Linked DNA regions of Rattus norvegicus: region 2 is linked to region 1. Evidence: chromatin contacts called from public Hi-C data. All regions are on one chromosome and are shown on one strand. Each heading gives the region's core, a stretch centred on a gene start, on an enhancer-like site or on the middle of the called end of the contact. The rest is flanking DNA. Distances are from core to core; before and after follow the strand shown.

What was found. A called contact is a pair of places that touch in the nucleus more often than the background predicts.
Region 2: a contact with region 1 is called in a Hi-C map of liver, with 5 times the contacts expected there. The contact joins two enhancer-like sites. A contact is called at or near these places in 2 of 12 Hi-C or Micro-C datasets (kidney and liver).

The regions. Positions count from the first base shown.
Region 1 is chr4:45,008,280-45,013,444 of GRCr8, forward strand. The region is part of intron 4 of Mdfic (MyoD family inhibitor domain containing); the gene reads left to right. Among named protein-coding and RNA genes, the nearest start is that of Mdfic, 72 kb to the left of the region's middle. Within about 2 kb of position 2,987, at least 15 of the 93 cell types and tissues checked have an H3K27ac peak or open chromatin away from gene starts, as enhancers often do. A contact at or near this core is called in liver, where this site is marked.
Region 2 is chr4:45,140,217-45,145,381 of GRCr8, forward strand. No RefSeq gene overlaps it. Among named protein-coding and RNA genes, the nearest start is that of Mdfic, 200 kb to the left of the region's middle. Within about 2 kb of position 2,670, at least 1 of the 93 cell types and tissues checked has an H3K27ac peak or open chromatin away from gene starts, as enhancers often do. A contact at or near this core is called in liver, where this site is marked.

The DNA of each region.
Region 1 (5,165 bases), core at 1,737-4,236:
GAATGGCCCCTGTTGGTATGCCACAGAGTATGCCCGGACATAGGAACAGAGTTGTTGTACTCCTGGAACCATATTCTGACAGCACCACCACTACAACCACAACCACCACCACTACCACCACAAATACCACCACTACCATAATGACCACAAACATAACTACCACCACAAATTACAACCACCACAAGCACCACCATAACCACCACCACCACAAATACCACCACTACCATAATGACCACAAACATAACTACCACCACCACAAATTACAACCACCACAAGCACCATCACAACCACCACAACCACAAATACTACCACCATCACCACCACCAACACCACCACCACCATTACCACCACCACCACCACCAAAACCACAAATACTACTACCACCACCACTACAACCACCACAACCCACCACTATAACCACCACCACAACCACCACCACCACAACCATCACAACCACAGACTACAACCACCACCACAACCACCACCAACCACTTCCATAACCACCATAACATCTACCATCACAACCACCATCACCACAATCATCACACTACTAGTACTTAGCAGGTGACACCCGTTAATTCCATATTTTCATAGTGTTCATCATGTCCCTGAGGACAATGACATTCTATCAGATTTGCTATCTTAAGTGGGAATGACTCAGTGAACACTTGGCTATAATTTGCATCACTGATATTTTAGCGACTCTCAACTCAGATATTGACTTAACTTTACATGGAAAATGTACTAGGTAAGTATCTCTGAGGCAGCAAGATGGCTCAGGACCTAAAGGTGGGTTTCCTCCAAGCCGGGTGACCTGAGTTTAACCCCTAGGACTCACATGCTTAGTGGACAGAAACGATCCCAGTAAGTTGTCCTCACCTCCATGTATACTGTGCCAAAAAAACAAAACAAAACAAAACAAAAAAAAACCTTTAGCTCAAATTCACATCACATATTATACTCAATAAATAAAAAATGAAAATGTTGAGATTCATAGAGACATATCTAATACCTGAGGTACCATTGCCTGTTCAGATTTCTATGTTAAATTTCTATGAAACAATAATTTCTCTGATATAAATGTTGTCTTCCTCAACTGTAAAATGACACTTTAAACAGACTTCTTGGATGAGTGTTGTAGTTGAGACCAAGTTCTGGATCAAATCTGGGAGAGCTTGGAATACTTTGTGCATTAGCTGTGTACAATGCTGGCAACAGAAGAAAGACCGGGACGGGGTGGGGGGAACACAACGCCAGGCTATCTGCCTGTGACCTACAATAACCTCTCCATTGGACCAGGTGGGTCCCAGGGTTTGGATATGGGGCATCGAAGCCACTGAGGAGTCCCTTGGTGGGTGCAGGACAGGGTGGTTTTTCTGAACTTGTTGAGGAGGAAGATGGTAATGAAGACGGTTGTTCATTTCCCCAAAGTCATCTCTGCATGGAAAATCTAACTCTTCACTAACTTTCTGAAAGAAAAAAAAAAACCTCCTGCCCTAGCTCACTTTCTTCTCCATTAGGAAAATGTTGCCTCTGTTTTCTAGCCATGGCCCAGAGCCCTAGGGACGGCCATATGCCAGAGGCTCTGTGTAGGCGGTGACCTCCAGGTCTGTTTCTCAGGCAGGTGGTCGGTCTACAGCTAGGGGCCAGGAACGTTGTACAGCTCCTGTCTTGAGTTGGGCATCTGCCTGAAGCTGAGCTACTGTGCAGAATTCATAAAGATGCCTTACCCACGCACACTGCACGTACTTGAAAAGCAGAACTCTCTGGAAGATGCTCGTGTCCGGCCTGACCAGCTAGATTTTTGCAAAGGGTAGACATTCAGCTATTGTAGCTGAAACTTGGCAGAAGTAAAACTGACCTCTGGCCTACTTTTCCATTCTCTATTAAGAAGCAGCAAAGGTAGTGATGCAATTTCTGGGGTCAGTGATGTCATATCTGACCTCAGGGATGCACTGCCCAGTCAGGCCCCCGCCCCTGTGTAGTGTACACCCACCACCACGGAGCAGAGAATAACTCTGGGTCCTCTTTACCCCACTGATAACACTGATCCCAAAGCAGTGCTCTCAAACCTTAATGATGTAGCCCTCTGCAAGCTGACATCTAGCACCGCTTACCATGGCTTGCCCAATGCTAATGTACCTTTTTGCTCTTCAGCAACTCATTTGCATGCTCGTTACCCAGAAAGGAAAAGTACGTTCAACACTTTAAGTCATAGGAAACTATTATAGATTAGTCAAGATAAGAGGCATACTCATCTTTCTTCACTCAAAAATGGGTTGTGGGTGATTCTGAGAATTTTCTGCTTCCTGCCCACTCCTGTATTCCACTTCCTGTGTCGGGTATCTTCGTTCCAAGAAATTAAGAGTACCTGTCATACCACATCTTATGAGGAAGAAATGAAAGAAAAAGACTGTGTATCATATAGACCTGAGTGTATCACTCATATTGTTTCTTGATGGCACTTGATCAACTCTTTGCTCTAACAGATTTCCTCCTTGATGTCGATATTTCCTAGTGCGTTTGGCAACATACTGATGGGACAAATCAATCGGGGATGCTTTCATTATCAACTGGCTGTTCTCCCAAACAGAACCTTCCGTTTCATTTTCAACAAAACAGGCAGAGCTCCTGAGATCAGTCACAGACAATTTCTTCTAGTGGCTAAGGGGCTGTTTATGGTTTGCGTAGTTACCTTAGGGGTGGGATGGGGCTGCAAGCCTTTCAGATGGGCTGCAGCACCGGCTTTGCAAGTGGTGACCTTGGCTTGGGACTGTGACTGTACTAATTCATAATGGTATGTTTTTCTTTTATTTGCTGATGCTTTTAAAGTCAAAAGTCCTGCTAACGATCTCTTTTGATGTGTCCTTCTAAGCTCTTTCCTGCCTCCCGTTCCTCTGTTTTTCCTAAAGTTACAGTAGCTGTCAGTCTTCTGCTGAGTCCGCCTCTCAGTACACTGAATTGCACAATTCTTGCTTGGCCCAGTTTAGGCTAGGCATCCTTCCCAGAACCCAGTTGGCTTCTTAAAGGTTAAACAGTTTTGGTAAAAACTGCAAATCATGACTAAATAAAACCCATAAAAGCTGAAAACCTCAAGGACCTAGGGAAAAGGAATTTTTTTTTTTTTAACGTGAACCACATACAGGCAGAGTTCATCTTTTTTAAACTTTGTTTCTCTACTTTTCTTCCCAAATTTGGTTTGTTTATTTTGGATTTTTTGTTTAGTTTTGTTTTTTTTTTTCTTTTCTTCCTTCCTTCCTTCCTTCTTTTCTTTTCTTTTTAGATAGAGACTCTCGGTGCAGCCCAGCCTCGCCTTAAATTCTTGACACTCCTTCTTTGTCATTATAATATATGCTACCACAACCTGAGTTTCCTTCCTCTTTTGCTGTCTTTTGTTTGTTGGTTTGAGGCATTGTTCTCTAATGCCAGGGCTGCTCTGGAAATCCTGCTCTTTCTGCCTCCAGATCCCTAGTGTGGGTCTCCCTAGCCTGCTCTACCACACTGCCATGACAATTCTTACAATTCATTTTTGCTTCACATGTCTCTGCCACCCTAACGTGGTCTCTGACTCCTCTAGACACGGTAAGCACTACGTCTGTAACACATCTTTGTTCTCTGTGTCTATAAGCTTTTCATTGTGCTGAGTCATAATTCTGAGAACAAAAAAAGCAAAAAAAATTTTTTTTGGCAAGTAATAAATACAACTGCGTAATTGATATGGTAGGATGTAGGGGTCCTTTCTTCTATTTCTCTATGGAGAGTAAGTAGAAAATGAACGCGCTTGTGTAGATATCTGATGTCATTGTAATCATCACAGTTTTGATGTGTAGCTTCTTTAGGTACTTGTTAGTAAAGCAGAAACCCTGAAAATGATCAGTTTATTCTTCTACCAAATCTTAGTAATATTTGCTACTCTTCTTTCCTTGTTTTCTCATTTTGTCTTAGGCACTTCACTGCCTTGGCCATGTAGTGCCATATCTACAGCTGCTCTGAGATTTGACTAGCTTTAGCCCCCAGGACCTCAAATGCTCGACGTCTAAAGATTAGGTCAGTTCTCCGTTCTGTTGCTTTATTTTAGCTAACACACGTTCAACACTGAGCAGTCCATCTCATTTCACAATAGGATTGTAGTCTGAATTTATAAAACTTGTATACTAATCAATGAGGGAAAAGTGCAAACATGGAAACAGTATGAACTCAGTGAGAATGCATTTCAATGAAGAGAAAACTTGAACAGTCAACAGAAATGAGGACAGTCTGTATTAGCAAATGCAAAAATACACCTCTCTAGGGGTTCGGTGTCAAATTCAATGACTTGTCATGTGACCAAGTGAGACAGTTTCAATGACTGATAAAGATGTGGACAATCTCTTGCTTTGTTAGGATAAACAACGGGGCAGTTGCTTTGGGGGAAAATTTTCAATTCCATTTCCCAATAATATTAAACGTATACAATACCCTAACCCTGATTCCCTACAACTACTTATTTAGCATCCGTGTTCCCCCTCTTTAGCATATGTGTTCTCAGGAACTTGTTTGCAGTTTTCCCTAAAAGCAATTTTTAGTCAAGCAGAACTCCACAAGCAATCCGAATGTTTAGAGATTTGTGAGGATAAATCAGATCTGGTGTGTTCATCAACTAAGATGCCTCACAGCAGGAAAACGAACCATAGAATTCAAACCTCATGTCCTCTGAGAAAAATGTACTTTTCACTGGACTTCATGCAGGATGATTCCAGTCTCATGAAGTAAAGAGCACAAGTAGATATTAAAATTCACTCTTTTTTCCCTCAGTCAATGAAGTATCTTTTGTTTGTTTGTTTTATTTTGCCTTCTATTTGAGAGTGGGCCTCACTATGTAGCCCATGCTGACCTGGAACCTATTGCCACCCACCTACCTCAGTCTCCTAAATACTAGGATTACAGGCAAGGACCACGCCATGTTTGGCATCTAGTTATAATGTTCAGTGGGACAAACATTCTGTCCTCTTTATATTTTTGATAGATTTATCAGACACAAATAGTTCTTCCTAAGCATATTTTATGACTCATATATAAAGAATCTCTATGCTCAGTGTTCTAGTGAAATGACTCTGGTTTAGGAATTTCCTTTCTCATTCTTGAAATTTAAACATTCTACCTAGTATAAAATTAGGAATTGCATT
Region 2 (5,165 bases), core at 1,420-3,919, 130 kb after region 1:
TTTACTCTTACATAGCTAGAGGAGTTTCTACTCCTGTACTCAACTACTAGAGGTGCTCTGCCGTCCCTGTGCTCCCTCTCATCCATCATTGTACTCCCTCCAATTCATTATTGTTCTCCCTTTCATGCCTCCCATCACTGTGCTCTCTCCCATCACTGTGCTCCCTCCCATTACTGTGAGTCCTTTCATCACCATGAGTCCTTCCATCACTCTGCTCCCTCCCATCACTTAGTCCACCCATCACTGAGCTCCTCATTTGACATTTCCTAGGACCCCAGACACTCCAACCCAACGCTTCTTCCTTTCTATTCTAAGAGTTATGACTTCTGTTTATCTACCAGGTTAAGATTTGTAAAATATCGCTTAATTTGACTTGAAGAATGAAATAAAAAGGGTATTTGAGTCCTTTTTAATGCAAATGACCTCTACATTGGTTAAATATTAATTAAGTATGACCCTCCCCCCAACATACACTCACACTCCAAGAAACTAATATTCTCTATTCCTTGGAAAATCTCAGACACAGCAAAACCTAAACTTTCCAGGTTGACTTACCCTTTCTGAAGTCATCTCTATTTTCCATTATTTGAACTATATGGCATGGATATGTATGTATTCTTATTTACTGCTTGTGTGTTATTTTTGATATATTAATGAAATGTATAAAATTCTTAAGTCTAGTAGCCATCCTGTTTCTCTCACTAGGTCCATCTAACCTAAGGCTATGCATAACACATGCAGAAGTTTTCATTTTCCACTCAGGCTGCTCAATAAGTTGACATTTTTGTCATCTTAAAATGTGTCTCTTGAATTATAACTGCTAACCCATGTTTGTAAAGACCAAACTCTGATAATCCATGTATATTTATTATAGGAAGAAAATTACAGTCAGGGCTTTGGACATATTTTTCACACATGTAAAAATAATCAAAATATAACTTAAAAGATGATGATATATACATTTTTGAGCTTTATGAGGTTTTCAATGTAATCATTCCCATATATTTTGGGACAATTCTTTTCAGTGCCTTACAGTTTCTGAGTCTCTGTGGTAATTCATTAAATTGTTGCGTACAATCTATCATAACTTGTTTTTCCAACACTAATTTAGCCTGTCACAAATTATCACTTTTTCAGAAAAAAAAATAGAGCATGAATAACAGTTTCCACTCATGTTGCCAAACTTGTTAAGAACATTCCATTTGTTCTTCCAAAGCTAATGTTTACCTGTTAAAATAGACAATACTTGCATCTGAATCCTGATATTTTGTTTTTGTTCACTAGTTTAAGGGAGAATTGTCATCCATGCTGTGTATGTAGACACCCACCACCATGACTTTTACTGACCTTTGTAGAGAATTGTGAAACATTAACAGAAACCCTTATAAAGATAAATTCTTTCCTTACTAATTTAGCATCTAGCTGAAGTCACTTCTATTTATACAGAGGTAAAAGATGCTACACTCTTCGACGACAAATACTATTTTAGTCAGGAAAGGAATTAAGTCTTGCTTTCTAAATAAAGTTAAGCAATCTACTCAAAAATTTATATTCTACCACTCTCTTTGGCTTTAGACCATTTTAGAAAGAACCAAAGCCTTCTGGAATTTTATTTATTCAAAATGATTTTGAAATGTATTGCTCAATAGTGGTTAATTTTTTTTTTTTGTAAAAAAGAGTCAACGTGTACTTTCAATTCTTAGTAGTTCAAGCCCTCTGACTACACACCGACTTATTCTTTCATACCGTACCAAGCTGGCCTCAGACATACATAATAAATGATCCTCAAAGATAATGAATGTTTTGAAGCGTTCTCTTGATTTATGTTACTGGCTCACCAACTATTCCCAGGGAAAATGAGGTGGACTACTTCCAAATATGCCCTCCTCACCTTCCTGCTCACACCTCTCCGTCCTGCCAACATCTTGTTTTCACAGTTGTACTGTGTTAACCGATGCTCACTCTGTGTGGTCCTTTTCTAATAAGGAAGTAGAAATGGAGCAACTCCCTGATTGATTTTCTCTCTTACCGTAATCCTGGCCTCCTGAGAATCAGGAGGTCAGTGATTTACTCTCTGCTTTCCCTCCTTCCTCACTTTCCCCCCAAAAGGCTTTATTGGATGGAGAGCTCAGGGCAATGCCTCCTGACTGGAAGGTGAAGAAGATGCCTCGCATAGCACTTCTTCCCCCGGTGTGCACCTGTGGTTCAGCTCTGTGGCTCAATTGTCATGCTTTGAGTTGCTTTGTTCTTTTTTAACCAATTAATTGGGTGCTTCCCTAAAATACCAGGCCACAGTCCTGAGCAGGCAGGGCAAAATGGTCATCCGCACGAGGATGACCTGGATGGTTTGTAGAAGGCTGCAGAGCATAGCTAGGAGCAGTTTGTGGCTAGAAAGTACCTTAGAAAGTTATTTATTCTGCATGACACACACTGATAAAGGAGACAATTCCTCATTTAAGCTTATCACTGAGAGATACTGTTAGAGTGCAGGTTTAAAAGCAATATCTCCAAAACATTGCTCTAGGTGTTACAATAAATTCATAAAATGGTGATTCTGGGAATTTAAAACACTTTGGAAGAAACAAACAGAATGGATAAGCTTACTAAACTTTCAGACTGACGTTAATGTGTGTTTTGGAACATCAGAAGACAATGTACACTCACTTTGCTCTAGTGCCCTTTGCTCTGGAATCTTGGGGCCTAGAACCACAGATACAGTAAAAGTTGTCAACAGGGCAATAAAGCCCTACAGACATTGCTGTATAACACTGAAAGGAAAACAAATTAGCTTAAAGTTGAAAAGGAAAACTTAGCCAAAATGAGAGGTTGCTGTACTTTATGATGTTAACCAAATTGGAGAACTTGTGACTCCGTGTATTATTTAACTAAGATTTAAAAAATTCTTTCTCTTTTACTAAAAATGGATTCTTTTCTCATACAATATATCCTGATTACAGTTTCCCCACCCTCTACTCCTCCCAGTTCCTCTCCATGTCCCCTCTCTCGATATCTGTTTTGTTCCCACCTCTCATTAGAAAGGAACAGGCTACAAAGAGAAAAAACAAAATGTAAGAAAATGAAATATAATAAGACAAAATAAAAGGCATCACAGTGAAGTTAGAAAAGGGAAACCAACAGAAGGAAAAGAGCCCCAAGATAATATACATACATATGCATATATGTTCTGCTGTTCTTGCTGCGTCACTCTCTCTAGTTCATCTGAGCCTTGCTCAGTTCACTTCGAGAGCCTTGTGTCCCTGGTGACCTTCATTCCATCTGGCTCTAACACTCACTCTTTCTGCCTCCTCTTCCATGGAATTCTTTGAGTCACTCCATATTGAAAGCAAGTTGGAATTTGGTTGATAACAATCACAACAATGACGATTGCTTATTTGTTCATTATGTTATCACTAGGAGTTGATCACATATCACCTTCTTCTCTCTTCACAGTGATTCTACTAGATAATGTGTTAGAGTCTTATAGCTGTAATAATAAAGACTTCCATAACAAATTATCATGTCTCTGGAAACTTACAACAGTGAAAACTCATGATACCATACCTCCTACCTCCTGAATCTAAAATACCCAAATCCAGCCAAGTGTACGGTACTTCTGGCTCTGAGAGAGTGTTTTTCTTGGTATCTTCTGTTTTTTTTTTGGGGGGGGGATCCCAGGATGATTAAGGTGGAGTTACCTCACCCTGACCTCTTCCTGTCACTTTGGCGGCTCCTGTCCCCTGTAGTTTTTATCCCACATAAGTCTTAACAGTACAGTTGTCATTTAATTTAGAACCTACTCAGATAGTCCAGGATAATCTTATTTCAGGATCTTTAGCTTAATTGCATCTTCAAAGTCCTTCCCTCCTCTCAACTCAGTGAATAGTCCCAGTTTATCTTTGACAGCCACGAATCACTCACGGCAGGTAACGGGTGCTACCATTTCCACTTTACAGATTAAGAAGGGAAGCATGCTACATAATATTTATAAGAGTATGTGCCAGGAATGTCATATCAGGGAAAGTCATTTATGTATTCTGTATTATCTATTTAATGGTCACAGCAACCTACTGTCAGAAAAAATTGGGATTACTGATATTTTATGTACACTAAAACCCTTCTAAGTTGCCTAAAATTCCATATGCAAATGTACTCTTTTACTTCAAGGGATTATCTAACAAAAATGCAAGAAAAGTAAAAACATTCATTAGGTTAGATTGATTTAAGAGGCAAGAACTAAAGGAAGGGACAAGATAGAATACTATGTGTGGATAACATTTTTCAATGCATGGTTAAGGAAAGCCTTTCTTATAAAGAAGAAAAGGAGGGAAAAGAGGAGGAGGGGAGGAGCCATGGTGATGCCTGTGAGAAGAGAATTCTAGGCAGGCATAATAGTTATGCCACCTCTGAGGCATGGTCTGTAACTGCAGGAAGGAAAAGGGTCTTGTATCTGGTATGGGTATGTAGATTGTAGTGGGAAACATTGATACTTTTATACTAAAGCGAGGAATGAGATACTGAAAATAATAATCGGGTATAGCTAGAGCAACATAAAATACTCTAGAGATGGAAGGTCTGAGAAAAAAAGGAAGGTGTTATCACTTAAGCACTCCAAATCCAATGCTCATTCCTCCATGCAAGGATGGAATTATTAAAGCAAGAGCACTTTTTATGTGAAAAGTGCCAATTCATGTCCTGTTGACAATTGCATTTTTAAAAAGGAGGGTTTAAATTTGAGAGTTAGTTCTGATAGTGGCACACTCAAAGGGTTGAACAAAATGAAAACACATGTTCATAGAACTATAAAGTAAACTTGGATGGCCTGATCCACTCATTCTAAAATCATGGCCTCAGATGTGGGGTATGTTTATTGCCAAAACGCCATTCATCCCCTGTCATTAGACTGAAGAGGATCTGAATCTGGTTCTTCAGCTGCCACTGCAGCAGAGCAAGGAGGCCTAAGGGAGGCTCATCTGTTTAAGCAGTTCAACAGACTCCAGGAAACAGACAGTCTGAAAAAAAAAACAGGCTAATATCATTCCTATAACTGGAAGGGATGGTGCCCCACCCTATCAAGTTTGATATTAAAAACATAGGAAATTTCAAACAGAAGACCTAAGAAAAGCCTTTTCAATATATGTGCTAATTTTTGACAGTAGGTATCATCA